Regions from separate parts of the Mus musculus genome. Here regions 1, 2, 3, 4 and 6 are each linked to region 5. The links are chromatin contacts, called in public HiCAR-type and promoter capture Hi-C maps. All regions are on one chromosome and are shown on one strand. The core of a region is the stretch at or near the end of the contact, and the rest is flanking DNA. Distances in the headings are between cores, read along the strand shown. Region 1 holds the start of Nup35 (nucleoporin 35). Region 2 holds the start of Dusp19 (dual specificity phosphatase 19). Region 3 holds the start of Frzb (frizzled-related protein). Region 4 holds the start of Ttc30b (tetratricopeptide repeat domain 30B). Region 5 holds the start of Cwc22 (CWC22 spliceosome-associated protein). Region 6 holds the start of Nckap1 (NCK-associated protein 1).

What was found. Promoter capture Hi-C pulls out the DNA fragments that hold promoters and counts their contacts. HiCAR-type assays count read pairs that join an accessible place to other places. Capture Hi-C pulls out chosen DNA fragments and counts their contacts.
Region 1: a contact with region 5 is called in a promoter capture Hi-C map of adipose tissue, with 9 times the contacts expected there. The contact joins the promoter of Nup35 here to the promoter of Cwc22 in region 5. A contact is called at or near these places in 5 of 39 promoter capture datasets (the 3T3-L1 cell line, the C10 cell line, embryonic stem cells and 2 more), 8 of 484 Hi-C or Micro-C datasets (CD4 T cells, CD8 T cells, hematopoietic stem and progenitor cells and 4 more), 4 of 115 datasets of contacts at active chromatin or transcription factors (astrocytes, cardiomyocytes, embryonic stem cells and 1 more) and 2 of 9 other capture datasets (adipose tissue and liver).
Region 2: a contact with region 5 is called in a promoter capture Hi-C map of pre-B cells, with 17 times the contacts expected there. The contact joins the promoter of Dusp19 here to the promoter of Cwc22 in region 5. A contact is called at or near these places in 12 of 39 promoter capture datasets (3T3-L1-derived adipocytes, the C10 cell line, the HPC-7 cell line and 8 more), 1 of 484 Hi-C or Micro-C datasets (B cells), 2 of 115 datasets of contacts at active chromatin or transcription factors (astrocytes and pro-B cells) and 3 of 9 other capture datasets (adipose tissue, liver and macrophages).
Region 3: a HiCAR-type map of astrocytes shows a contact between it and region 5, with 5 times the contacts expected there. The contact joins the promoter of Frzb here to the promoter of Cwc22 in region 5. A contact is called at or near these places in 1 of 39 promoter capture datasets (cranial neural crest) and 2 of 115 datasets of contacts at active chromatin or transcription factors (astrocytes and embryonic forebrain).
Region 4: a promoter capture Hi-C map of pre-B cells shows a contact between it and region 5, with 4 times the contacts expected there. The contact joins the promoter of Ttc30b here to the promoter of Cwc22 in region 5. A contact is called at or near these places in 2 of 39 promoter capture datasets (liver and pre-B cells).
Region 6: a promoter capture Hi-C map of liver shows a contact between it and region 5, with 11 times the contacts expected there. The contact joins the promoter of Nckap1 here to the promoter of Cwc22 in region 5. A contact is called at or near these places in 9 of 39 promoter capture datasets (the 3T3-L1 cell line, 3T3-L1-derived adipocytes, the C10 cell line and 4 more) and 3 of 115 datasets of contacts at active chromatin or transcription factors (astrocytes, bone marrow-derived dendritic cells and thymic regulatory T cells).

Annotation. Positions count from the first base shown.
Region 1 is chr2:80,635,391-80,640,281 of GRCm38.p6, forward strand. It overlaps Nup35 (nucleoporin 35), which reads left to right and starts at 3,422. Exons shown (of 9, transcript NM_027091.4): 1 at 3,422-3,542. The coding sequence starts at 3,503.
Region 2 is chr2:80,614,396-80,618,999 of GRCm38.p6, forward strand. It overlaps Dusp19 (dual specificity phosphatase 19), which reads left to right and starts at 2,819. Exons shown (of 4, transcript NM_024438.4): 1 at 2,819-3,211. The coding sequence starts at 2,989.
Region 3 is chr2:80,444,170-80,448,803 of GRCm38.p6, forward strand. Frzb (frizzled-related protein) reads right to left here and starts at 3,227. Exons shown (of 6, transcript NM_011356.4): 1 at 2,194-3,227. The coding sequence starts at 2,671.
Region 4 is chr2:75,936,337-75,940,804 of GRCm38.p6, forward strand. Ttc30b (tetratricopeptide repeat domain 30B) reads right to left here and starts at 2,126. Exons shown (of 1, transcript NM_028235.1): 1 at 1-2,126. The coding sequence starts at 2,071. The coding sequence ends at 77.
Region 5 is chr2:77,945,092-77,950,096 of GRCm38.p6, forward strand. It overlaps Cwc22 (CWC22 spliceosome-associated protein), which reads right to left and starts at 1,265. Exons shown (of 20, transcript NM_001362658.1): 1 at 1,059-1,265.
Region 6 is chr2:80,579,660-80,584,113 of GRCm38.p6, forward strand. Nckap1 (NCK-associated protein 1) reads right to left here and starts at 1,523. Exons shown (of 31, transcript NM_016965.3): 1 at 1,199-1,523. The coding sequence starts at 1,306. It also overlaps the pseudogene Gm13688.

The DNA of each region.
Region 1 (4,891 bases), core at 2,172-4,671, 2.7 Mb after region 5:
TTATTTTTAATCCTATGTATGTGTGTGGTAAGTGCATAACTTCCCTGGAGCTCAAGTTATAGGTGGGTGTGAGCTGCCTGGTGTGGGTGCTGGGAACCGAACTCTGGTTTTTTGGAAGAGCAGTAGATATTCTTAACCACTGAGCCATCTCTCTGCCCCATCTGTTTAAAAATTATGTTTTTATATACTTACAAAATAGACAGTTATCTTAAGAGCTTACTTTTGTATTTATATATAAATATGTTAATGGAGATTTAATAAAGTTGATGAACTATGAATATATGTGATAGATACACAAAAGTTTAACCCACTGTGTTCATTAAAGGTGAATAAATTGAGCTATCTAGTTCTGAAATTTCAAAACTTGATTTTAGAAGAAAGTTCTTGAGTATCCAGCCTTGAATTAATTTTTAAGTTGGATTCTTTGTAGACCAAATTTCTCACCTGTGTTTCCTGTACTGTTAAATGCCAGGCTGGTGGGCAAGAACCCTGAGTTGGTCTGGCTTGAACATTTCCTGTATTTTTCCATAATTAGAGCAGTAGTTTTGTATTGTTCAGACACCATGCTTTGAAGAAAGAGTTCTCCATCTAAGCTTGAAAATCTAGAGTATAAAACAGCATGTTAAGATCTCATGTCCTGAGTAAACTAGTAATTCAGAATAGATGTGGAGGATATCTGTGTGCACTTCATTCAACAGGTTCAGAGAAGAAAATAGAAAGAGAAGCATTGTAATTAAGATGCTAATCTAGGGGCTGGAGAGGTGGCTCATCGGTTAAGAGCACTGACTGCTCTTCTAGAAAAGTCCAGAGATATGGTGGCTCATAGCCATCACCATCTGTTAATGGGATCTGATAACCTTTTGTGTATCTGAAGACAGCTACAGTGTACTCATATACATAAATAATTTTTTAAAAAAGATGGTAATCTAAGCTGGGCAGTGGTGGCTCACATCTTTAATCCCACCACTCCAGAGGCAGAGGCAGGCAGATCTCTGAGTTGGAGGCCAGCTTGGTTTACAGAGTGAGTTCCAGCACAGTCCAGGCTACACAGAGAAACCTTGTCTCTAAAAGCCAAAATCCCAAAACCAAACCAACCAACCAACAAAAATCTCTAAGAGTGTTTTAACTTATAATTAATTTTTTCATATATGTACAGATAAGTGAAAGTAAGAAAGAAAAGATAATGGTCCGTCTTCTCCAAAACATCCACAAGTGTTTAACAGATGTGATTATTGACTTAGTTCCCTAAATGGGTTATTTGAGTTGAGAGTGAGCCCTAAGAACCATTAGACAGGAGGCAGAGGGACATGAGTCACTATGGTAGTGTTAGTCACATAATAATAGAAACTTTAAGAAGAAGTGTCAGAGAGAGAGAGAGAGAGAGAGAGAGAGAGAGAGAGAGAGAGGGAGGGAGGGAGGGAGGGAGGGAGGGAGGGGAGGGGAGAGGAAGGAAATGCAATGCCTCTGGCTTTGACTGGACAGAGTGATGCTAGCAGCCAAATGACAAGTATAGTCTTTAGAAGGTGGAAGGAAACCCATACTCCTCTTGTATCTCCAAAGAAACCAGGCCTATTGCTGCCTTGATAGGAGCCCTTTAAAACATAGTCTGGATTTCTGGCTTCAAAAAAATGTGGTTTTTTTTTTTTTCGATGCTTTAAGTTACCAATTAGTTGGTGATCCAGCACAAATCATGTGCTTTTGTCTCTGTAAAGACCATTGCTGAGTAAACACTGATTTATATGTACAAGATCAAGGCATGCATCTTTTGATATGTAGAACACACACTTATTTTAAAATTTATATTTATTTATTCTTTTGTGTGTGTGTGTGTGGGGGGGGAAGGGGCAGAGTCTGTATAGCTTTTGCTCTCCTGGAACTCACTATATACAGACCACGATGACTTTGAACTTGCAGAGATCCACTTGCCTCTGCCTCCTGAGAGCAGGAATTAAAGTTGTACAGCATTGCATTCAGCACACCCTTTTTAAAAAAGGTAAACTGAACATGTAAGTGGTTTTCAGATTTTAATTCTGGGTGGGTGGGTGGTGGTGCACACCTTTAATTCCAGCACTCTGGAGGCAGAGTCATGGAGGCCAGCCTATTTTATAAAGTGACTTCCAGGACAGCCAGGACTATGCAGGGAAAACAGGTCTCAACTGAACCAAACCAAACAAAATAAAATTGAATTCTAGGAATCTGTCATTTAATATTGGAATCATTGTGAAGACGTGACAGCCAGCTCTAACCCCATGGCGTTGTTGTATTGCCTGTACAGGAAGAAACCGCTGTCTCTCAGTCTGTAATGACACTCTCCTAAGAGCGGTCAAGTCTGTCTAATGATTCATACCTGACTTCTTTGTAGTGACTCACAAATTTAACACAGTATCAGGCTCAAGGCTGTTGGCTTTTGCATTTTTATTTTTATTTTAGATAGAATTCTCTGTGTAACCCTGGCTGTCCTGGAACACCCCTGTAGACCTGGCTGGCTTTGAACTCTTTGATCTGCCTTCCTCTGCCATCCAAGTGCTGGAATTAAAGGCGTGTGCCCCACTGCCCAGCCAAAACTAAATGTATGTTAACACACACATAAGCACATGAATATACATACTCTAAGGAGAGGTAGCAGAGTGAAGAGGAGAGCACACAGATGCCATGGGCAGGATGCCTGTGGCTCCAGGGCTTTCCTTATCATTAACATGGGCAGTGGTGACACATGCCTTTAATCTCAGCACTTGGGAGGCAGAGGCAGGAGGATTTCTGAGTTCAAGGCCAGCCTGGTGTACAGAGTGAGCTCCAGGACAACCAGGTGATGCAGAGAAACCCTGTCTCAAAAAAAAAAAAAAACCAAAAAAACAAACAAACAAAAAAAGCTACAAGAAATGATGATGGAAAACATATTTTGAGAAAAAAAGGCTTATATCAAGTGCAGGAATCAAGTTGAAAGAAAGGAATATATAGTTTCATTAAATGTACTTTAATAGGTGCTAGGGAAGTTGATGCAAAAATCTCACTAATTATCAAGAGAGCAAAGGAATCTTTATGAAGCATTAACAACAACATATTAGGAGGCTTTCCAAGATCTTTTTCTTCTTTTTTTTTTTTTTTTTTTTTAAATTTGGTTTTTCTAGACAAGGTTTCTCTGTATAGCCCTGGCTGTCCTGGAACTCACTCTGTAGACCAGGCTGGCCTGGAACTCAGAAATCCGCTTGCCTCTGCCTCCCAAGTGCCGGGATTAAAGGCGTGTGCCACCACTGTGGTTTACTAGTCTTAGAAGCAGACGTCTCACATTGCTCTCGGTATCCTCATAAAATCTTCCTTAGCATCCCAGACATGGTAAAGAAGGTTGCCCTCTTCCAAAATGGCTGAAGCGCCCTCAGCCTCCGCAGAGAGCATGACCGGAAGTTGCGCAACCCATAAGGCTGAGCGGCTCTTACGGTGATAAGAGTTTCCGCCATTTTTGAAAACTGGGAAGCTCATTGCTGGAGTAGGAGCGGCCGTTGCGATGGCAGCGTTTGCGGTGGATCCCCAGGCGCCCACGTTGGGTGAGTGGACCGCGGCTTTCCCGGCGGCACAGCCAGCGCGCTGTTGACCCGGAGGTGTCACACGCCACGGAGGGAGCGGGGAGCGCTGTGGCCGGTGACATCTGGGCGGTGGTACCCGGGAACCCGGCACGGCGCCCGGCTGCACTGTGGTCACCTGCCCCGTACCCCGAAAGCATGCACGAGGATGGGCGGTGAGCCACTGGTCGCTGTAGTAACCGGTTGCCGCTGGGCCACCTAGGTTTCTAGGTCGGATCTTAATGTCACAAAAGAAATTTGTATATGAATGCATGACCCAGAACCAACCTGGCTCGCCCGGCTCCCCCGCCTTTTACTTTGGAACTTGACTCTATTGGACGACTGCTGATTCTAAAGAATTATCCCCATTATTTGTTGGGGAAACGTTCCGAATATGCCGTATTTGGAGAAAAAACAAACCAATTAACATGTTGATTCTCCACTCCCGCTGAGTTTTGTGAGTAGTGACAATGGTCATATTCTACAACAGAAAACAAACAAAACCTGTCTACAGTTTCCTAGACGTATCGTAGTATTATTAGTTTATAACTCTCTAAGCTTGGTAAAGAGAGTAAGCATTGTATTTATTGTGTAGAACTAACTTTGTAGATTCAAAAGGCATGTAATGCTTGCCACGTTTTGGGTAAAAAGTTGTTTTAAGAATAGAGTTGCAGCCGGGCAGTGGTGGCGCACGCCTTTAATCCCAGCACTTGGGAGGCAGAGGCAGGTGGGATTTCTGAGTTCGAGGACAGCCTGGTCTACAAAGTGAGTTTCAGGACAGCCAGGATTATACCGAGAAAACTTGTATTAAAACCAAACCAAAAAGGGAAAAAAGAATGACATAACTTGATTTTGTTTATCATAAAAACTGAACCAATAATGCTAATAATGTAGATACACTGTTGCATTAAAACTTGTTTTCTGATTTTTTTTTTCATATTATTTAGAGATCAGGGCAGTTCCAGTTTTTCTGTCCAACAGTGACATTTTGGAGAGCATATTTTCAGGTGTAAGAAATGTGAACACATTCTTGTATATTGCCTAGCTTAGGCTCTGACTTTGTCTGATATTAACTGTTCAGAGTCACATGTTGCACGTGTTTTAGGTGTCTGCTGGTCTGACATCCTCTTGGCACCTCACCCAGGCACTCCTCTCTGAGGAAGTCAGTGAAGGAATTAACATTTAGGGGCAGAGATTGAGAAGTGGAATTTCAGACGTGCAGGATGCAGCAATCATTAAGCCTTTATGTTTAGTCATGAAGGAATGGTTAGTGGCAGTCTGGCTTCCTACTTTATCACGGTGTATTTAGGTAGCTGAGTTTTTTCTTGACCTAA
Region 2 (4,604 bases), core at 1,569-4,068, 2.7 Mb after region 5:
AGAGACTGGATCTGTATCTGGACCTCACAGCCAGTGAAGAACACATTCTGAGGTCACTTAAGACTCAAGACTGGGGACTGGAGAAATGGCTCAGAGGGTAAGAGCACTGAGCTGCTCTGTCTGAGGTCCTGAGTTCAATTTCCAGCAACCACATGGTGACTCACAACCATCTGTATTGGGATCCAATACCCTCTTCTTGTGTTTGCAGACAGCAACTGTGTACTCACATAAAATAAATTCGTATGATACTGTGTACAGCCTGTACACTTTAACCCACTTTAAAGAAAACATGGTAATGCTGGTGCTGCTGGCATATACACACCTTTAATCCCCCCACTCCGGAGGCAGGGGGGATTAAACAGACAGGGATACACAGGGAAGTCCTGTCTGGAAAGACAAAACAAAACAAAGAAAAATAAAGCAATGTAACTATCAACCTTACTTGCCTGGGATCCCCCATGTAATTACCTTTAAAACCTAATGTAATGTATAGCTGCAATCTAAAATTATATAATTATTAAAATTAATATTATTCTATGGCCCTAGCCCATAATAATGTGTATCATTTGCTGAAAGCAGCAAATGCAGAGGTTAAAATCAATATTATAAAAATGAATATCCAACATATATGTTGAAGATGCATTTGTATATTGACTGATAATATTTGTAGTACTATCTGGGTCAGTTGGAGCCAATGACTGATTTGCTTGTAAACCTCTACTAGAGATTTCTATGAAGTATGTCATTCCTTCCTTAGGCGATGCTTTCAGTGCTGCTTGAAAGACACAGACACACACAGAGATGAAACACACAGTCAGGCAACAGATAGGCACACAACGACAGTCAGAGACACAGGTACAAGTACAGATACAGATACACAGAGACAGATACAGATATACAGATACTGGGACAGATACAAGGACAGGGACAGAGTGGCAAGACAGCCTCCAGTCAGGCACAGATTCAGACTCATACAACAGACAGAGGAAGGAAGCCATAGAGGGTATGACGTACATTTCAAATCTGGACTCACTCTTGGTTCAATGGACCCTAAAGGGAAGTACCTTTATTTGTTTTTGTTTTTGTTTTTGTTTTTGTTTTTGTTTTTGTGAGACAGGGTTTCTCTGTGTATCTCTGGCTGTTCTGGAACTATAGAGATCCACCTGCCTCTGTCTTCTCACTGCAGGGATTAAAGATGTGTGCCACCACTGCCCAGCTTATTTCTCTTTTTAATGTGATGCTGATACATTATTAATTATTAATCAGCATTAATCAGAGTTAATTATTACTGTATTTAATCCATGCAGCACCCAGTTCAATTAATATTTGTTAATACAGTTACTGTAATTTTGAGGGCAGTGCAGCATTCCATAGTAAAGAAACCATGTTTCTCCAGTTGTAAACTATATATATAGTTTGTGGTAAAGTAAAATGACATAATGTCTAAAGTATTGTTATATGCCGAGTGCATATCATTAAGTATGTGAAATTTGTTAGTAGAGTGCTGGGTATATAGTTAAGTGCTCATTGTTAGATACATGGATTGATTTATAGTTAGAGCTGTTTCTGAGGAGCCTGTGGTCAACTAAATGAAGCAAACAATTTACAGTTCACTTTGGAATCCCCAGTAGATATTGTGGGCAGATAACTCCATTTGAAGGAGAAAAACTTTGGCTCATATCTCAGGTGTCCATAACAAAAACTACAAACTGTGTAGCTTAAGCAAGAAAAATTTACTTCTTGTGGTTTGGAGGCCTAGAAGTCCAAAATCAAGGTGCTGGCCTAAGCAAGGCTCCTGGTGTGTTTGTTCCTCTTCCTTGACACCCACTTCTCCCAACATCCTTCCTTAATCTTGCTTCATCTAGTACAGTTTTCATGAAGCCATTAACCTTGTCGTATGTCTTAATATAATACTAATTATTTCCCAGAGGTCCTCGCTCCAAATATTTGAACACTTGGACTCATAATTCCAACTCATTTTGAAGGGGCACAAAAATTCAGCCCATAAACTTTGTTTCGAAAGCAACAAAATGTTTGTATGCAGTGCTGAAGAATACATTTTTCTAAATCTTAACGTTATGCACTGTACTTAAATGATCTTAAAATTCCATTTTATTAAGGGTTAATAAGGAAAATTTCAGTTGAAATCTTGCAGTCCCCGTTTGCAAAAAGCAATCGTCTTTTGTAAGCAGAATCGTCATTCTATTCATCTGTTTGGTAAATGTTTATGCTTTTCCCAACTACGTATAGACTTATTACCATTTACTCTGTATAAGGCGTTGAAAAGAAGGAATACACATATATTTTAACCCTTGCTAGTCTGTAGAAACATATACTTAAAACAACTTTTTAATGTAGATTCTATTCAGTTGGAGCCTCACTAGCAGACTCAGTGGTTCTATCTAGTCAATGTTTCTTCTAGAACTAACGGCAGAGAAAAAAGTGAAGGCAGAGGAAACGAGGGGCAGCCCCTGGGGCCTTAGGCTTTTGTGAGTGAGCCACAGGAGACTCACACTGGGGTGGGAAAAGGCCGTGAGGTCAGCTGCTGTCATCTCCGTAACCAGTCTAACACTTCCAGAAAAAACGAGACATCAGCTCTCTCCAAATGAGTCTTAGCAATGAATATTCCCCCACCCCCACTCCCGCTCCCCGGGTCCAAAACTAAGCTAAGATTAAAAAACCAAGAGTGAAGGAAGACACGCCCAGATAAAAAAGCATCTGAATAGATCCGGAAGACCCCCAACTTCCGTCAGATGAGAAACGGCATCCAATCGGCGCCCGTTTCTTAGCAGCCAATCAGCTCTCACCTTACAACGGTGCTCGGGAAGCAGGCCTGGGCTGTGCTCTTCTCTGGAAGGGGTGAGGTTGTCACTGCAGGGGCCAGCTCCAGTAAGTGGCTAGTGACTGACTAGCAGTGCAGTGCCTTTTTTGTTTTGTTTTTTATTTCTTTTTTCTTGAGCTTGCTGCTTTTCCTTCTCCGCTCATGTAATGCACTCCCTGAACCAAGAAATCAAAGCATTCTCCCGGGATAATCTCAGGAAGCAGTGCACCAGGGTGACCACGCTAACTGGAAAGAAACTTATAGAAACCTGGGAAGATGCCACAGTTCATGTTGTGGAGACAGAGCCCAGCGGTGGGGGTGGTTGTGGCTATGTGCAGGACCTTACCTTGGACCTGCAAGTTGGCGTTATTAAGCCCTGGTTGCTTCTGGGTGAGTAGACTGACTCGCCACTTCCTTGTGGAGTCCTAGGCTGGGTTCCTTTGCCATCAGCTTCCCCTATGCACACTAATTCCCTATGCACAATAATATCAGCTATCCTGATGTACAGTTGAAATGTTTACTTTTTTAGGTTAGGAACAAAATAGGGACGTGTCTGCCCGCACAACCTTCTTCTGAAAACATAGTAGCACTTTGACACCTGATGATTGAGTTTTAGAAGAAATGTTCCTCTGTTTTTCTAACTTTCTTTAAAAGATAATGGGATGTTGTATTTTCTTGTATTATAGAAAAGACTATATCCTTTAAAAAAAATGCAAAAAGCAAGTGGCTCCTTGGCTGTTGAAGGGATGTTGAGGGCACACGTCCTTCCTGTGGCTGCATCTGCTCGTGGTGCCTGTCTTTGGGTGTTAAACACAGGGCTTCTGCTTCATAGCTATGAACCCGATGGTCTTATTTCTTGTGCTATGGAAATACTGAGTTCGTATACAAGCATCGCCCACAGATAACAAAAGAAACAAGCTTGTAAGAGAACTCACTTGTTACCTTGTTGATCTGGGATGGTGTTCTGTAGAAACCAGCCTGTTCCATAAGTCTGCATTGGTGTGCATTTATGAATGAGAAATTAACACTTGGACACAGAACCAGGAGTTAGACACACCCACAATATGAACTATACACAGCATATAATTGTTTTAAAGATCTTCAAATAGGGATTATCTTTATATTACAAACAGGAATTGGCATTAATATTGGTTAAGTAATTTGCACAGGCAATAGATTCAGTAAATAGCAGAGATGTCCAAGGGGATTAGGTCTAAGTCTGACTGACTCTTGCACACCATCATAGTACTATGTTGTTTAAGGCTGGACTTACATTAGGTGTTCCAATTCATTTATCCTCTCAAAACTGCAAAAACCCATCTGCTTACATTATTTTTTAGTTTGTTTATTTTGTGTGCATGTGTGCATAAGTGTATGCGCGTGTAGTGTGTGTGTGCATGGCACTACACCTCCCCAGCTCCTGTCTGCTTTCACTGAAGGGACATCCTATAAGGTTGTTTTGGCATTGTGATTTTTTTTTTTCTTTTGGCAAAACTCAAGTCCCACCATGTATCCTAAGAACTGTCACATACATTTTCTCTAGATTGACTCAATGAATAGGACCAGATAAAATTTGCAGTTTAGAGAAAAGAAAAATACCATCTTCTAACCAATGAAAAGCAGAAAGTGAAGTGACTTTTGGCTGAGCTGGCTAGTTCAGATCTTATGTCTTCATCTAAGAATGAGATTATTTATATTCATACTTTGCAACCCCCCCAAGCGTTTTCTGACCTCCACAATTGATCACCAACTCTATCTCTGTCTGTCCTTTGTCTGTCTTTCT
Region 3 (4,634 bases), core at 1,977-4,476, 2.5 Mb after region 5:
GGAGGCAAAGCTCCCAGAATGAGCGTTACAGAGGTTATTAATCTCCCATGTCTGTACCAGGAATCAAACCAAGGTCCTCTAGAAGAGTGGTTAAGAGTGAACCATCTCTCCAGCCCCATGTCACCACATTAAGTAATTCCAGGTGTCTGGCAGTTTCACTGAACAGGGGCAATGTGTAATTTTTCAAAAGGCTGTGAGCCAACCCCATCTTTAGCTCATGGTTTCTGTTTCCTACGAAAGAAACCAAAACCGAGGAGTGTCAGCATACTGACTATCTCCTGCCGGCAGGTGCTTTGCTTCAGTAAAACAAATCCTCTGGGACTCCTGAGCCACTCAGCAATCAGGGAGTGCCTAACTGTCTGTCGGCATGCATGTCTCTTTCAGTGCTTCGGTGAGACAGTTGTGCCATGTTCGGCCCATGGGGATAGGTAACTCAGGGACTCTTAATGAAACTGCTTCCCATCCACAGTGACTGTGGCCTTTGAGAGCCCTGAGCCTTGTCAAACCTCACTCTTTCCCGGTCCTCCTCTAGGCTTACGCTTAGGCTTAGGAGCAGTTTGTCTTCTAAGGGAAGTATGCGTTTCAGTGTGAAATGAATTACTCCTAGTGCTTGGCCAGAGAGGCGTGCTAGCATTTGGCTGACTTTAACAGCGTCTGTCAAGCCAGGCTAGCAACTGCATTGAGCTGTAACAGCAATGTCTGCAGGGCCTGGGATGTTAGTTAGTACAAGATCTCAGAGTTCCCTTTGACCCAATAGTGAAAAGAATGTATTTATTTCAGATTGTCTTATAAAACTAGCTTTTGATTCATCATTGATATTAAGAAGACAGTACCTATATTCGTGGTGATTTGCTAAGGAAATTGACCATGAGAAAGATGTGAGATCTTTCTGTTCAGTCTTGGTTTTCAACTATTCCTGCCTTTCCTTTTACCCTCTCTTAGTTAATGAGCATAATTTTTCTGAATCGGCCCTGTTGATTAATTAACTATGGACTGAGGACATGAGCCTAGTTTGAGCCAACTGAGAAACAGAACGAAATGAACAGAGATGGACCAACCAAGTGAAGCACACTTAACAGCAGTTGATCCTGGGAGAGACTGAAAGATGATGGATGGTTTGTTTGTTCAAGCGTTCTCTTTAAAGAACATGAAGGATAAAATCCAAGTCTTGGGTTACCTAGTAGGGAAATGATGAGTTTACTGAAAATATTCCACTTTGAACTGGATTGAGTTGGGGGTCAGGGGGTAAGGGTGGTCTTGAAGTTATGAATGTCACAATTAGACCAAACATCGGTGAGAAAACAGCTGTGATTAAACCCATTAAACGTAGAGCTAAAATACAGTTCGGTAGTGGAAAAGGGGGTGAACGTGTGGGTCATGTATACACACACAGTATGGGTGGAATAACCGGCAAGATTGAAAGCAAAGTTATATAAGGCTATGAAGATGACATGGCCCAAATATAACTCCACTCACCCATATGCTATATACAAAATTACTTGAAGGCACGTGGGCATGTGAAAAGGGCCTGCTATTTTCGGTTCCCCAGCTATCTGACTGAAGTGAGCAACCGAAGTTAATTAGCAGGGCATAGCAATAATGTCCCATAGCTGTTTCATTCTGGATTGGAATCACCATCTATTTTGTCAAGAGAAGGGGAAATCTGTTGAAAGGCGATGGCAACCGACGAAATTGAGCTCTGAGCAGGCACATGTCACTAAGAGATTTCTGTATTAGCAGTTTATTTAGACTAAATTAGCACTTTTCATGATTAGAAGAAAATAGGGTTTTTTGTTTTTCTGATGTCTCCATACAATTGTAAGCCGTGAAAACACTAACGATCGAGATTGCAAAAGAATGCACCAAGAAACAGAAGAAACTCCAATGTCGTTAAGAGTAAAGCAGCTAAGCCCCACACGCAAAGAGTGGGAAGGGAAGGGGCGCTTTGGAGGTTGGGTGTGAAGTGTAGGGAACGGATGGATCGCTCAGATCACTTGTTGGAAGAGACTGCGTTTGTCTGGGAGAATGATAAAAGTGAATTTTGTTTTGTTTTGTTTTGCTTTTAAGTAAAAGAATAGGATTCAGTAGAGGAGTGTGCTTAAGGGGAAAGGTAAGGGCTCAGCGCAGAAAGCAAGCTAGCCGATAAAGACAAATAACTAACTTCTCAGAGGTCGGGCAAAGTTCAGGACTCACCCGCTCCGTCCGCGGTGACGATGGCCTCAGGAGAGATGCACACGCCGCGGTCGTACACCGGCAGCTCGTCGCAGGCCAAGCTTTCCGGCCACGAGTGGCGGTACTTGATGAGAATGGGCTCGCAGCCCTGTCGGGCGCGCTCACACACAGACTTGCAGGGCTTGATGGGCTCGTGCTGGAAGTCGATGGTGCAAATGGGTGCGTACATTGCACAGAGGAAGAAGAGAAGATCCGGGCTGCAGTGGGTGCCCAGCAGCCCTTCGAACTGTTCCATGGCCAGGATGGCGTTAGCCTGGGTGCTGTGGTGCAGGTGGTTGGGCATCTTGGTCATGTTCCAGGGAAGGGACTTGCACAGCGGGATGCGGACAGGCTCACAGGCTGCAGCCTGAGCTCCGGGCACCTGGAGCAGGCAGAGAGCAGCCAGGACTAGCAACCCGGCCCATCCTAGCAGCATCCGTCCCGGGCCGCAGCAGACCATGGTCCCAGCAGGATGGGGCAGGGCGCAGCCGAGCGACGGACGCGGGAGACACTTTCGTTCCGAAGTCTCCCCCTGCGGTTCCGAGGGGTGATCCCAACGACCTGGGGAGCTGCCCCCACCCCTGGGACAATCACAGTTCTCTTGGATCCAAGTGCTCCCAGGTCCGGTCCACTAGCTTGGCGGAGCCCGGTGCCTCGCTGCGCCGGCTGCTCTTCCCAAGCGTCTAAGCCTCTAGGCGAGGCAGCATCTATTTATTCCTCTCGCTCTGGCAGAGACATCAGCCTTAGCACATCAATCAGATGAGGGGGCAGAAGAGGAAGCCAGAGAGAAATAAAAACAAAAGTCAAATTCAGTTAAGGGACTCGGAGTTCTGGGGTGTTGCAAAAAGGTGTTGGAAGAAGCGATAAATTCTGCAAAGTGAGATGGATAGGGGACCTCCGAGGGAGGAGATTTGGTGGGGGTGGGAGGACTAATGGGAGCGGAGGTGGGAGTTTGCCAAGTCCTGCAGGGTCGGGAAGATCCTGCGAGCGGCCAGAGGAGCTCAGAGGAGGTCAGCGCCTTGGCTCGCAGCTGCGCCTTCCCACCTCGGCCGACAAGAGCTCCGCCCCGCGGTCCCCTGCCCTCCGGCTCCTCCTTCCGAGAAGGCTTTGAGTTTTCAGGGGACTGGAGTGTGAGACCCTGTCTATCTGTGATGCTGTAGCCCCAGGCAGCTCCCGACAGGAGCCGCACACCTTTCCCCACTCCACCCCCGGCTCTGGATCCATAGACGAACCCTTGGTCCCCACGGGAGAAACGGTCTCAACGCACCACAGAGATGCGCACCCCTGTATCCCGCCCCGCGAGCCCACACCGTCCCTCGTTGCCCGCAGCTCTTTCCTCACAGCAAACCCGAGCGCACCTCCGCCTGCAGAAAGTCAGACAGGAAGGCGCGAGCAAAGTCACTTTAAATGTCATGTCGCAGAGATAGCAGCCTCCTAAGAGCAATGGCAGGACTAATGACTTCGGGGGGTCTGTGATTGGAATAACCGTGGAGAAATTGACCCTCACAAAGGGAAAGAAATCGCAAGAGAACAAATAGACCCACAGAAACGTGGAAATGGTGTGATTCCTCCCTTCCCTCCTTCTTTTTTTTTCTTTCCTTCCCTTCCTCCCTCCCTCCCTGCTTCCTTCCGGGTTTTTCTTTGCCCTGTAGAATTCGAACTTTTGAGTTTTTCTTTTTTAAAACCGAAGCGTGGAGCCCACTTTAAAGCACTTGGATTCCGCCCCCCACCCCCAGAGTGTTCTTACTGAAAATTGCATTTATTATCTAACTCTTCCCACGGGCGGTTTCTTCTAACAGGGGAAATAAACGTGCAAGCAAAATACCCCACACAGGTAATGATAATAGTAAACAGGAGAACGGTTCCCATCCAGATGAGTTCAATACAGAGGAGAAAATAGAAAACAGATCCCTCCCAGGCTACGCCTCCCAGAAGTCTCCTGTTTCCACCCCGGCTGCCCCCTGGCTTTAAGAGCATTGTACGTGGGAAGTCCTGCCGAGGCCCAACCACTGAGCCCCTTCAGAGGAAAACCATTGAGCAGAGGGATTGCAGTGTCAGAAGACAGCGGGAGCACAGAGGCAAAACCTACAACAAAGCCGGACGTCACTAGAGCAGCCCTGATTTACCCAGCCTTCCGCACCGCCCACCCCCCTGCTGTCAATACTAGGCAGATAAAGTCTGTCTCTACTTCCCAGAGCACACAGTAGGATACGGCTTTAATCCCCTGCGCTGGCTCAATGGCACTTAGGGAATGTCAGTGGCTGACTTGAGTTTATGGAATTTTTATCTCTAAAATGATCATTACCAGCGGTTTGTGACTTCAATGTTTTCGGAAGGAAGTGTGTCTACTTCATAGGAAATCAACAACAGATGGTGGCTAGGGAGCCATTTAATTAATAAATAAACTCTGGCTGATGTACAAT
Region 4 (4,468 bases), core at 876-3,375, 2.0 Mb before region 5:
AAATAGCAAAAGCTAGATACAGGAAAAACTGAAAATGTACATAGAAAGTCATCATGATACAAATTGTCAGCGGTAATTACACATTCCATCCAATTATCTCATAAATCAGAGCCCTCAACTTTCTTGATTCATATGTGACTGTATTCTTCCCAGTGTGCATTCTTTCTTCCTCCAAGGGCTGTTCTATAACAGCTGGAATGTTTCTACCATAAAGTTCACAGTGCTCTAGAAACTGCACACATTCTTGAATGACACTGTCCCTTAGCATAATTGTGTGCTTTGACATGTTCTCTAGTAAGGACAGGAAACATCTCTTGGCATAATACCATGTATCGGTGCCTAGCTTTTTATGGTAAGGCTCCAGGCTTTTGATAACCCGAGAGATGCCAAAGTCATAGTTTCCTTTGGCACAATACAGAGTTCCTATCACCAAATTCACAATGCAAAGGTGGTAGATTTTCTTGTCTGGGTCACCATAAGAGAGTTGTTCCTCCTCCTTCTCAATCTTCCTCATGAGCTCCTCAGCTTCCTCATTTTGACTTGTCATGATATAGGAAACACAGAGGTTGGCTAACACAATAGCACTGACACTCAGGATGTTATCATAATTCTTCTTGACAATGGGCTCATAGAAACCAATGGCCTCTTTGTACTTGTTCTCCTGCATGAAGAGGACATGGGCCACATTCAGCTTCCACACATCATGGTCATTACAGAATTCCACAGATTTGCGGAAGATCTTCTCCACCATTGGGTAATTCTCAAAGTTCCAGTAGATTTTTGCCTGGGCCATCAGTACAGGAATATACTTCTCAAGAGTTTCATCATATTCATTCACAGCCTTTTTGGCAGATTCATCATCTCTACTATGCCTTGAATCCTGTACTTGTATGGTGAGTTTCCGGAGCTGCTCAGTCAGCATGCCAGCCAACCCATCAAGTTTAATGAAAGCCTCTTCAGGAGCTGTCTGGCAAGTGATCATGGCATCCAAGAAGTCATAGAGATAGGGTGTGAGGAACTTGTAAGTCAAGTGGGCATTTTCTGCCAGGACATCAGCTGCCAGGTCAAAATACTCATATTTACAGTAGAGCAGCAGCAGGTTGCCAAAGGTCTCTGGGGGGAAGGGGTTCTGCTGGAGCAGAAACTGGAGCTTTTCAAAGCCCTCTGTGGGCTTGGCATCCATGTTCATCAGAGCCTGGTTGTGGAGGGTTACGGGGTCCAGCTCTTCCTCTGCTCTGGGTGGCATGTCAGTGAGGGCTTCCTGGGCTGCCTCGTAGTTTCTCAGCTGGTACTCTATGGCTGCCTTGAGGTTGAAGGCTTCGACCAGAGCAGTCTGGTGAAGGACTATAGTGTTGCCAACACTGCGAACATCAATGCCCTCCGTGGTCATGCCCACACCGAGTTCTGGGTGTTGACGGATGCCACGCTCAATGATGTCAGCGATATGCTTCAGAGCAGGCGCGTACTGCCGACTGCTGTAATAGGCCAAAGCCAAGTTGTAGGAAAGGTCAGGCTGGTAGCCAGAAGCCTGCAGGGCCGCTAAGAACTTGGAACAGGCAGCTTCATAGTGTCCCTCTTTGTAGAGCAGACAACCTAGGTTGATCTGACCATCATAATCACTCTCCCCTCCACTGTCCTCTACACCTTCCCCACTCAGCAGCTGCTCCACCAGGCTCCTGGCTCCTGGGAGGTCACCTTCACTGTACTTGATAGCAGCCTGGAGACGAAGGACTCGAGTCTGATAGGCGGGGTTGTCCAGGAGGAAGGCGACCCTGGTGGCCTCTGGATACAGGCAGGCCTTGTACAGTGCCTGGGCCTGGTACAGGCGGTACTGCTCGAGTTCCGGGTGCATCTGGCTCAGCTGCTCATAGCACTCTGCAGCGAGCTCGAACTCCTGCAGGCGGTAGTAGCAGTAGGCCAGCAGCGACAGCCCTGCGCGGCTGCGGGAGCTCCTCTGCAGCTCTGCGCTCAGCAGCTGCACCGCCTCTGAGTAGCGGGAGTCGCGGATGAGCCTGTACACCACTGCTGTGAACTCACCGTCGGGGATCTGTGAGCTGCTCAGCCCTGCCATATTCACCTAGCTTGTTTTGCATCCTGGTTTCCAAGGCAATAGGCCAACCGGAAACGGAAGCTGTTCAGCGGCAAGTATCCAACGGAAGTGTCTTGTGGATAAAAGCGAATCACCGACACGTTTCTATCAATTTCTGGATATGTTTTTAAACACTCTAGACTGTGGGGAAGCAATTGGGCTTGGTCTGGAAAATTTTCTAGGTAGTTCAGAGAGGGATATTCCACGTCCCGGCCTACATCGCTTCCGTTATCGCCCTGCATCCTGGGAAATGTAGTTTTTCCTCTTTGACGTTTTACAGTAATTGGAGTCTCTGCCTTTTCTCTGGGATCGGGATCTTGTTTCTATTGCTTTGATTGCTTCTTTGTTGGCACTGAAGTAAAGTTTTCTTGTGAAGGTCCCCCGGGATGCAGAAAATTCGCTGTTCTTTGAGGGTTCGAGTTGCTTGGCAATGGTGACGAAATGGGAATGAGGGCCGTCTCTGGACTTCAGGAATTCTAGTATATTCTTGCCAGCTGCTCTGACGCCCACTTTTTGAGAACGTTGTTAAGCAAGGGCCGGCAGTCCGTATTTTATTCTGTATCAAGAGGTGACGAGAGGGGGAAGGAGAGTCTGAATTGTAACTGGTGCTGTTTTAGATTTAAGTACCATTCGCCCTCTGTTTCGTAAATGACCGCTGTTATGAACGTAAATTGGTGCTTGAATTGATGAAGCACACGGCTTTGGTCTTTTCCTTCTTCAAGGAGAAGCCACAAAACTAACATTTTCCCCCTTTCCTATATGCTATTTTTCTCACCCTCTAAGCTCTACCAAACACTACCGTGAGTTTGTTCAAGACGTAATCAGCCTGTGCTTCTCGTGCCTCTGATCTTGTTTTCACGTATGAATCAGCTAGTTAATACATAAATGCTTCGCCAACTCCTTTCCCATACCCAGACTCTTAATTCGAAGCTCTTCAGGCAGTTACTATCTCTCCTTTCCCCCCTGTATGTAGAATGAGTCTCTAGGTTCTGTGTTATTGTTTTGGGGAGGTTATTCTGTATAAATTCAATTTTATTCTAGTATGACAGAGCAGTAAAAAACTACCGACTTATAAGCCGATATTGAATCACTGTTGAAAACCATGTACATAGATTTGACTGACCCTAATGTGTGGGGACATAAATATAATGCTTAGTTAAGCATTTGAGAAGTAACCAAGATAGCAGAATATTAATGTGTTCTTTCCAAATGAAGTAGTGACAAATTGTATGATTTTTCAATAACAAGGCTGTACTTTTAGAGCACGGATCATTTGACGTGGCTCTGGGAGGCACCTGGGAGACTGTTACCTTTTATAGTTTTCCACGATCTCCTCTAGCTACACCCAAGGCAAACAGACCACATGAAGGCATATCTTTGCTTTGTAATTAAGAACTTCAACATGAGGGCATTATATTTTTCTCTTTAATAGAATTGCTACCCATGAATCTTTTTTACCATCAACATATTGCAGCTCATCAACATATTGCAGCCAATATTCACCATATTTCATAGCACGCTGTTAGGCTTCTCACAAACTGCTCATAACTTTACTGAAATCTGTGTGCTGCAGATGAAGACTTTGTGCTTCAGGACAATTAAGTAACCTGCTAAAACCCACATAGGAAAGGGAATGAGCCATGTTATCTTAAAAGTTAAACTCAGAAGAATTAGTGATTAGGAGTTAATTCATATATGAACTCATATTATAGGAAATATTAGAGACTTGCTTTGTAAAGTTTTTTGTTGTTGTTGTTGTTGTTAAAAAATCAAAACAAACAAAACCCAACCAGTCTCATTTGGGTCATAGAAATCTGACCTTTGTGGCTTGCATTGTAACAATGAAAAAGTGTTAGGAAGGAATTACTGGCAAGTAGCCTAGGTTCCAGACACCTGTTACTTCTAGGAAAAGATCCCAGCAGACATTTAAATGCTACAATAGAAACAATATCATTCCTCATATATTCTGCTCAGTAGAACCTGGACAAGATAATTCTGTTTGAATGCCAAGGAAGTGAGAGACTCTACCCCACACTAAATGTAGCTCAGGATCAACAGAGGAAGCTACTGAGGAAAGCAAGTGAAACCACGTCAAGATGTTTGCCCAAGCAAACCTCTGCTGTAGCCCTTTACAGTCCTCAGTGTGGGGTTGAATGTAGGCTGAAGGATGTTATATAACATTGCTCAGTAGTCAGGGATGAGGAGGTCTCCCCCACGCTGGCCGGGTTGACTGTTTTTCTTTGAAAACAATATTCAAAGACTTAATGTTTTAAAGTCTTTACATGTTGTATTAGTCAGGGTTCTCTAGAGTCACAGAACTTATGGACAGTCTCTAGATAGTAAAGGAATTTATTGATGACTTACAGTCGGCAGCCCAAT
Region 5 (5,005 bases), core at 15-2,514:
CCCAGCACTCAGAAAGCAGAGGCAGGCAGAACTCTTTAAATTTGAGGTCAGCCTGCTCTAAGGAGTGAGTTCCAAGACAGTCAAGACTACACAGAGAACAGGAAAAATAAATAAACAAAAGGCAGTTTAAATACAGAGCACAATTAACAGAAAAGGTAGCTCATTTTCACATGTATGGATCTTTTTTGCCTTCATATACATATAGGGACAGTTCAAGTTGCTGGTGCAAGTGGCTATCAGCAAGCAGGTATCCAGTCCCCTGAATCTGATATTATAATTTGTTGTGATCCATCTTGTGGGTGCTTGGATCGAACCTAGATCCCTCTGAAAGAGTGCTTTTAACCACTGGGCAAACTCACCAACGGCTTGCCGGGGCTCAGTTACTGTTTCTATTAATACCTTTCCCCAAATTATTCTTCCGGGGGGCGGGGGGGCGAGTTAAGTGGCTACAATGTATCAAAAAAGTCTTGCATTTAGAGCAGGTCAAACAGCTGGCACAGTGCTGTTTGTACTGTAGGGCCTGCAGCTCGCTAGGGGCAGGAACTGCAAACCCATGTTTGGAAGTTGCAAATAGTAGAGGCTTTTAGAGTTAAGGTTAACTACGTATGCGACCTAAACACAGAAGATGCGAAACATGGATCACTAGGGCTAAACATGACAGGGGTTCAGTCAAGTCAATGAAAACGATCCATAAATGAAAATGTAATAGAATTGGCTACTGGGATAAGCTGGAATGAGGCAAACGCGTTACCAGAATTTATTAATGCCAGCCCCGGGACGCCGACTGGGGACGCGACCCAGGGTGCTCCCAGGAGAGGTGTTCACCGACAACCCAGACCAAGGCCCAGACACGCACGCCCCGCCGCCGGCGCTAGGCCCAGCCGGCTCACACGGCACCTCGCGGGCCGCCGGTGGAGACGGCGCAGCCACATGAGGAAAGCAAGGCCCACCGGGCAAGCGCCCACTCGCAAGTCCCTGCCCTCTCCACGCGACCTAGCAACCCGCCGCCCCCACTCTGGCTCCTAGTCTATCCCGAGTCTTCAGAGTTCCGTAATTACCTAAAGCTCCACCGCGCCGCCATCATACCGGAAGAGCGTCAGTTCCCTTTCCCGGGTGAAAGTAGCGCGAGAAATTAGTGAAAAACTGGTAGTGAATTGGCAGGTATGTGATACGATTAATGATAATGCGGTATAGTAACACCTTGAGTCAAAGCAATCCAGCTAGTAACACTGTCATTCCTTACAAAGAACACGAGAAAAGAACATGTGAGTCCGAGTGAACTACAAAGTCCAGCATGCTCTGGCAGCGCGGACGGAAATGAGTTGTAGTTGGACCGCAGTGCATGACGGGAATTGTAGTTCGTTCGGATAGGAGGTCACACTAGAGACACTTTTGAGAGCTAGGTTTTCGAGGCATGCTTCTTATTCTAACACTACTCATCTTCTAAAGCCATAAAAAGTAGCTCTTAGTAGACACCGTAGCTTTTCTTTCTTTTTTTTTTTTTTCAGTGTAAAAGCTTAACACTAAGATACATACTATGAAACTACCGCAGAGGCTTACTATATAATACCTTGCCTGAAAATAATAAAAAAAGTAGCGATCCCTTTCAGATTTTTGACAGAAGCTTTACCAAAAGTCTGTTTGGGAGAAGAGGGGAAAGTGACAAAATGTTTAGTATCTATTAAGTTCCAAGATTTTAAATTCAAGTGAATGGAAGACTATCTGATTATAAATGATATGTTGTAAGGACAGTGAGAAGTAAATTGGAGGCCCAACATGGTGGTGTCTGCCTTTACTCCAAATATTTTGGAGGCTGAGACTGGCACTGTGTGTTCCAAGACATCCAGAGCTACATAATGAGCCCCTGTCTTGAAAGAGAGAGAGAGAGAGAGAGAGAGAGAGAGAGAGAGAGAGAGGAAGGTGAAAAAAGAAAAGAAGCAAGTTGCCTGGCGTGGTGGCACATGCCTTTAATCCCAGCACTCTGGAGGCAGAGGCAGGTGGATTTCTGAGTTCGAGGCCAGCCTGGTCTACAAAGTGAGTTCCAGGACAGCCAGGGCTATACAGAGAAACCCTGTCTCCGAAAATAAATAAATTAATTAATTAATTAAAAAATTAAAAAAAAAAGAAGCAAGTTGTATTTATGATACTTTCAGGGTTGGAATGTGAAATCTGTAACGAGTTTAGAGCACTGGCCTCAATTATACTGTTTCCTTAGTCTTTGATTTTCAGTGTTACCAAAAGGTAAGTGTTAAAGAGCATGCTAATGTGATTGGAAAGCTCTTCCTAAAACAACATCATCTTTATATTTCAAAGTATTTTGTAAACCAGGCCTGGCTTCTCCAAGAATTTTGTTTATTTTTTAAACAGGGACAAGGTCTCACTATGTAGCCCTGGCTGGCCTGGAACTTACTATGTAGACCAGGCTGGTCTTGAACTCACAGAGATCTGCCTGGCTCTGCTTCCTAGGGGCTGGCATCAAATGCCTGGGGCAGTAAGCTCTGCTTCTTTATTATAATTTTAGGGTGATTGAGCTTTCAGCCTTTTCCTAGAGATAGTATGACTTTGTTAGCGTTTCTCCTGCTATAAAGTGACACCATGACTACAGCAATTGTTATATTCAAACAAACAAACAAATGAACAAACAAACAGCCAATCTAATTGGCTTACAACAGAGGTTTATTCCATTATTGTGATGGTGGAATTCATGGTGGGGAGTTTTATGGCATCTAAGTAGTAGGGGGGCTAGAGAAGGAGTTGAGAATTCTATATCTAGATCCACAGACAGCAGGAGAAGACGTTCAAACACTGGCCAGGCGTGGGCATCTGAGAAGCCCACCTCAGTGACACACTTCCTTCCACTGCACCAAGTCTACCTCAACAAAGCCACACCTCCTAATTCCTGTGAGTCTATGTGGGCCATTTTTATTCAAACCCCCACAGGGTGTAAACAAAATAAAAATCCTGGGCTAGGCACTTTAATCCCATAATTTAAGAGGCAGACCTGTGTTCAAGTGTTCAAGGCCAGCCTGATCTATATAGTCAGTTCTCAGCCAGCCAAGGCTACGTAGTGAGCTTTTAATACTAGTACTTGGGAAGCAGAGGCAGATAGCTCTCTAAGAGTTTGAGGCTAGCCTGGTATACAGAGTGAGTTTCAAGCCAGCCAAGGCTACATAGCAAGACCATGTCAAAAGCAGAAAGAAAACAAGGCAAATCAAACCAGCAACAACAATATCAATAAAGCAAAGGGAATAATAAAATTCTAGAGCTGGTCCTCACTGTGTATTAGAGTTTCTAAAAGAGCAGTTTTGATAGAATGAATATATAATAAGAGATGTATCAGGCTGGCTTAAAAGATGTGGTATGAATAATTATCTTAGTTAGGTTTTTATTGCTGTGAAGAGACACTGTGACCATGGCAACTCTTATGAAGGAAAAGATTTATTGGGGCTGGTTTACAGTTTCAGAAGTTTAGTCTGTTATCACAATGGACAGGAAAAATGGTGGCACTTGGGCAGACATGGTGCTAGAGAAGGAGTTGAGAGTTCTACATCTTGATCTGCAGGCACCAAGGAGATTATGTGCCACACTGGGCATAGCTTGAGCATAGGAGATGCCAACAATGACACACTTCCTCCAACTAGGTCATACTTCCTAATAGTGTCACTCCCTATGGACCAAGCATTGATTAGGTCTCTGTGGGCATACCTATTTAAAACACCAAAATAGTCCAAGGACAGCTGCCTCACAGTGGAAGGGGCAAGAATTCTGTTGTTCCTCAGTCCATGAGACTGCAGTCTCTGTATTCCTGTCTGGTGTTGGGAGTCCTGGAAGGCTCCTGGAGAGCTGCTGTTTTTCACTCTGTGTTGGAATCCTCAAGAAGTTGGATTCAATACTGGCAGCAACAGGATAGACCAACCTGCTATTGATGGAGAAGGTGAAGACAAAAAACAGTTTCTCTCCTCCATGTCTTTTTATGTGGGCTGCCCCCAGGAGGTATGGATGAGATTTAGGATGAGTCTTCCTTCTTCAAATGATCTGATTAAGATAATCCCGCAGGAGTGTCCGGGAGCTTTGGTTTTAGTTGATTCTACATATAGAATGTAAGAGTCTTTGATTTGTGAAGAATGATACTCCAGACTCAAATAGTGTGCAACAGGAAAGAGTGTTTATTCTGCAAAGAACCTGCATGCAGGGTTCCACCATACATCAGGATGGAAGACAAAAGTAAGGGCTTTGCAGTGTCAAATGTAAATCCTATTAAGGTAGGAGAGGATGACTCTTAACTTCTTTCCCTTGATTGATTGGCTCTATCTCTAGGGGTATGAGTGTCTTTGTCATTGGTTAAGTGTCTGGGAGATTCTGCGAACTTATGCTGGCTCTATACTATATTATATACTATATACTATATACTATATACTATATACTATACTATACTATACTATACTATACTATACTATACTATACTATACTATACTATACTATACTTGGCTCAAGCTAGGTAGTGGGGCAGCTTTCTGACTGGCTGCCCATGAGGGGTGATTTTATATGGAATTGACTTGCTTTGGACTTGTCCAGTTCTGAGAAACAAAAACCTAGGCCTACTCTCCCAAACTGCCAGTTTGTAGTCTGTCCCGGAGTCAGCCTAGCTCTGGCTAACTCAGGACTCTCAAGTCAAGTTGTCAACTGAGGTTAGCCATCTTAAACTCATGTGTTACAAGAGATTCTGGTCTTCAGGGCTGAAGACACAGCTGTGATGAACATGAGTCCAGCTCCACTACAGTGAAACTTTTGCTTTGCTGGGGTAATTGGCAGGAGTCAGCTGGAGATGACGAAGTAGGCCTGATTAAGAAGAGAGCAGCATGCTTTTAATCCCAGCACCTGGGAGACAGAGGGAGAAGGATCTCTGTGAGTTTAAGGCCAGCCTGATCTACAGAGTGAGTTCCAGGACAGCCAGGGCTACATGGAGAGATATGATCCCTTCCTAGCTAAGCTTCCAATGTGTAAA
Region 6 (4,454 bases), core at 273-2,772, 2.6 Mb after region 5:
TAGCTCCAAACTGTGCTGGGTGTAGAGACAATCATTAAAGCCAAGTGAGTAACCAGAACAACACAGCTATCCCATTCCCAACGTTTACTATTATTCATTTAGAGAGTGTGCTTCAGAATTGCAGTGTCAAAAGCTAACTGTATAAACTGAATAAAACAAGTTTATACTGGAATGCTTTGATTCTAAATTTTAAAAAGAATCTTCAGGATACTCACAAGCAACCTATATCCTTTTGATATGGTCAAAAGTATATTTCACGATATATAGATAGATAGATAGATACACACACACACACACACACATATATAATTTTATAAACAAGATTATTAAAGAAAAGACACAGATACACAGAACCCCGCAAGGATGGACTGGTATAAAGTGTACCAAAAGGAAACTTTTTCTCTTTACCAAATTCAGTGAGGCTTAAAATAAATGGATTTGAGGTTGTTTCCCTCTAAGGTAAATTAATGGCAATCCTTTTCCACCTTTAGATCTACTTTTCTTCACTTCGATACAGCCTTCCACTCCCTAATCTGAAGACACTCAGATTTTCAATGGGTCCACTGTCTAGTTGCTCAAATCCTCGTACTATGTTGCGAAGGAGATAGCAACGGGAGCACACTCGGTCTTTATTTTATACAGCCATTGTACTTTAAGGAATGGTGCTTTGGTGCTAATCAGATAGGGTTGGGAAAACTAAAATGAGGAGGAGTAGGGAGTAAAGGTGGTTATTCCTGTTCTAGTGACTCACAGCCTACAAGTATTTCAGACGAAAACCGGTTCCACCCTCACTTCCCCCTCCGGTCCATCTTCAAAATGAAATTATCCCAAACGTCAACACGCTGTCGTGGGGGTGAGGGGCTTGATTCAGGGAACGAAAAATCAAGTGGCCAAGTGGGGACCAGAGGGTCGATCGCCGCATTCCCACACTCGCAAGCCAAGAACCCCGGGCCCGTTCGCCGCAGCCCGGGAAGGCCGCGCGCCCTCCTTTCCTCCCCGCAAACCAGAGCGCCGCGGCGGCCATGCGCGGCCCGGCCGGTTCCCGCCGCCGGGAGCCGGGAAATGGCTCCCGCCTGCCCGCCCCGCGGCTCACTCTAGGCCGCGGCGCATCCCGGAGGCCCCGCGCGAGCAGGCCGAGCTGGCGCCCGCGGCCTTTTCCCCCGCCGCACCCCGCCCGGCCTCGCCGGCCCGTGCGCACCTTCTTGATGTTGTAGAGGCGCGTGAGCATGCCGACGCCCCGGTCGTTGAGGATGGTGAGCTTCTCCGCCAGCTTCTGCTGACTGGGCTGCAGCACGGAGCGCGACATGGTGCGGCCGCCGCCGCCGCCACCGCCGCCGGGCGCGCTACTCCCCGGCTCGCCGCCTCCCTCAGGCCCGCCCGCCTGCCCGCCCGCGACCTCCGCCTCAGCGCGGCGCGCCCATGCCGTGCGCCCACCCGCGCCGTGACACAGCAGCCGCGGCGCTCGCTTCCGCCCGCCGCCCTTCCGCCTCCACCCGCGGCGCTCTCCGCCCCAGTACACCCCCCACTCCCGGGCCGCCTTTCCCGGCTCCTCCGCTAGGTGTGGCGGCGGCGGCGGCGGCTGAGAACGAGTCGGCTTCCCGCAGCCGGGACCGGCGCTCGGTCACCTGATCGGCCGCGCCGGCGCCCCCGCGAGGCCGCCGGGAGAACTGCGGCCGGAGCCCGGGGTCCGGAGCGCCCCGCCCCGCCTCCTCCGCTCCGGGGACCCCCAAGCCGCGGTCCTGGACTTCCCCCGAAGTTGTCCCCGCTCCCCACGCCCCAGGGCCCGCACCGCCGTGGGGACGGGGACGGTGTGTTTCGGGAGACTTTGGCCCCGAGAGGAGCCTGGCGGCTCCGAGCTTGTTTTCCTCCCACGCCTTGACAGACGCTCCAGGGAGAACGCGGCAGATGTGTGCTCCGCACGGCGGGCAGCGCCTCGCCACCTCCCGGTGCTCGCTCCCGCCTCCAGCTGGCTTCGGAGGAAGGAGGTCGGAAGTAAGGGCAGCTCGAGTTCCTTAGATTATTATGAAGGGACTTATCATGGACCAGCACCCATCCGGAGGAGACACGAATAGGCTCTGGCATGTGGTAAGCAAAATAAAAAAGCAAAATAAAAAACAAAACAAATTTTGTTCCGAGTAAGAGGGTTCGCTCCCAGCCTCCACCATAAATCCCAATCGTTTCTGGAATTCTACTTTTCCACCCCATCACCAACCAAATATTGTTTGTCATCATCTCACTCCGTGTCCACTCCTCATCACACAGGGTTTCAAACTGGAACAAATTGTGTCTCCATGTGAATGACTACAATGAAAACTTGCACTCCAGGGGACTTGGGATATTTGGGGCTTTACCTAATATAGTCTAATTGTGTATCGTATTCATGAATTTAAATCAATCAACCCACCACCTTCTATAACAAGGCATTCTGAAGTTAGTAAGAAAATGGATTCACAGGCGGACAGTGGTGTTGCACACCTTTAATCCCAGCACTTGGGAGGCAGAGACAGACAGATTTCTGAGTTCGAGGCCAGCCTGGTCTACAGAGTGAGTTCCAGGACAGCCAGGACTATACAGAGAAACCAGTATTGAAAAACCAAAAAAAAAAAAAAAAAAAAAAATGGATTCACCAAAGCAACTTTGTAGTGAAATGTAACAAATTGTTTCTAAGACATTTTAAAAAGCTACTGTAGCGCCTAGTCTTCCAGAACTCTACCAGAGAGTATACAGAATTCCTTAAGGGCTGTTTAATACTCCTGGTGAAGGCTGGGCATGGTGGCACATGCCTTTCTTCTCAGCACTTGGGAGGCAGAGGTAGGCCAGGACTATACAGAGAAACTCTGTCTCTAAAGACTTCTGACACTCAGGGGGCAGAGGTGGGCAGCCAGAGGTACACAGAAAAATCCTGTCTCAAAACAAAAAAAGTTCTAGTCCTGCCAAAAACATCTTAACATTTATCTGTCGGTGTGCAGTCTACATAGAGCTACATACCTTGAATGTATATTCTTTCTCTACCTCCACCCCCCCCTCCGTTCACGTCTCTCTCTTTTCATCTCAAAGACCATCTATTTAGCTCTATTGAGCTCTATTGAGCTATTTGTTCTGTTATTGACTAATTGAGGCATTTAACTTACTTGGTTTCTTGATAAGCTGGTAGTTAGCATTTAAGTTTACCGGAGGCTGGGGGCTGAAGTCTGAGACAATTAAGAGGACACTGAGAAGGAAACGCTGCTGTGAGGGATTGGGGACAGCCAGGTAAGAAAATGTACATGTGCTGGGTGGAACGAGCGGTGTGTGTGTCTTTAGGAAACCGGGATCATTTCTATCAAGACGGCGGACAACAGCATTTTTTAAAGATTTTATTTTATTTTATTTTATGTGTATTTTGACCTCCATGAATAAATGCACTGTGCTCAAGTCTGGTGTACCCAGAGGCCAGAATAGGCTGTCAGATGTAAAACAACTCTTACAGAACTTTTGTTTCTTTGTAGTTTGAGGTAGAAGAGGATGTTGTTTTGTTTTGTTGTCTTTTATAATGCCATCTCACTCTATAACTCAGGCTGGCCTTGAAGGCTTAGTTGTTGTTTTAGCTACTTTAATAGTGTGATTAAAATACTATAACCAAGGCAACATATGAAATAACTTATTTAATTGAGAACTCATATTCAGAGCATTAGAGTCCATGACCATTGTGAGGGATGTGGTGGCAGCAGGTAGGCAGGCCTGGTGCTGGAGCAATAACTGAGAGCTTACAACTTGATCTCCAAGTATGAAGCAGAAACCTAACTAGGCATGCCATGTGCTTTTGAAACCTCAAAGCCCATCCATACTTCTTCCAACAAGGCCACAGTTCCTAATCCTTCCCAAACAGTTCTACCAGCTGGGAATCAAGTGTTCGAACCTGAGCCTATGGGGATCTTTTGCATTCAAACCACCACAGTTCTCCTCTCCTGCTGAGATTATAGGCATGTAGAGCATGCCTGGCTTCCATATGAACTTGAATAGTTGCAACTGTTTATACCTTAGAGTAGCCAAGAGAAGAAATCTGTAGATAATGTGTTTGTTGGGGTTATTGTCATAGTCACTGTCCTATTACTGTGAAGACATGTGTCTACCATGACTAAAGCAGCTCATAAAAAAGAAAGCATTTAATTGGGGGCTCGCTGACAGTTTCAGAGGCTTAATCTGTTATCACCATGGAAGAAAGCATGACAGCAGGAAGCCTGGCATGTTGGTGCTAAAGACTACATCCTGATTCAAAGGCAAAGAGAGATTCTAGGCTTGGTATGGGCTTTTAAAACCTCAAAAGCCCACCCACAGTGACACAGTTCTTCCAAGAAGGCCACACCTCCTAATCCTTCTAATTCTTTCAAATAGTGCTACTCCCTGGTGACTAAACATTCAAATATATGAACCTGTACGGGGCCGTTCTTATTCAGACCACCACAGTTACTATT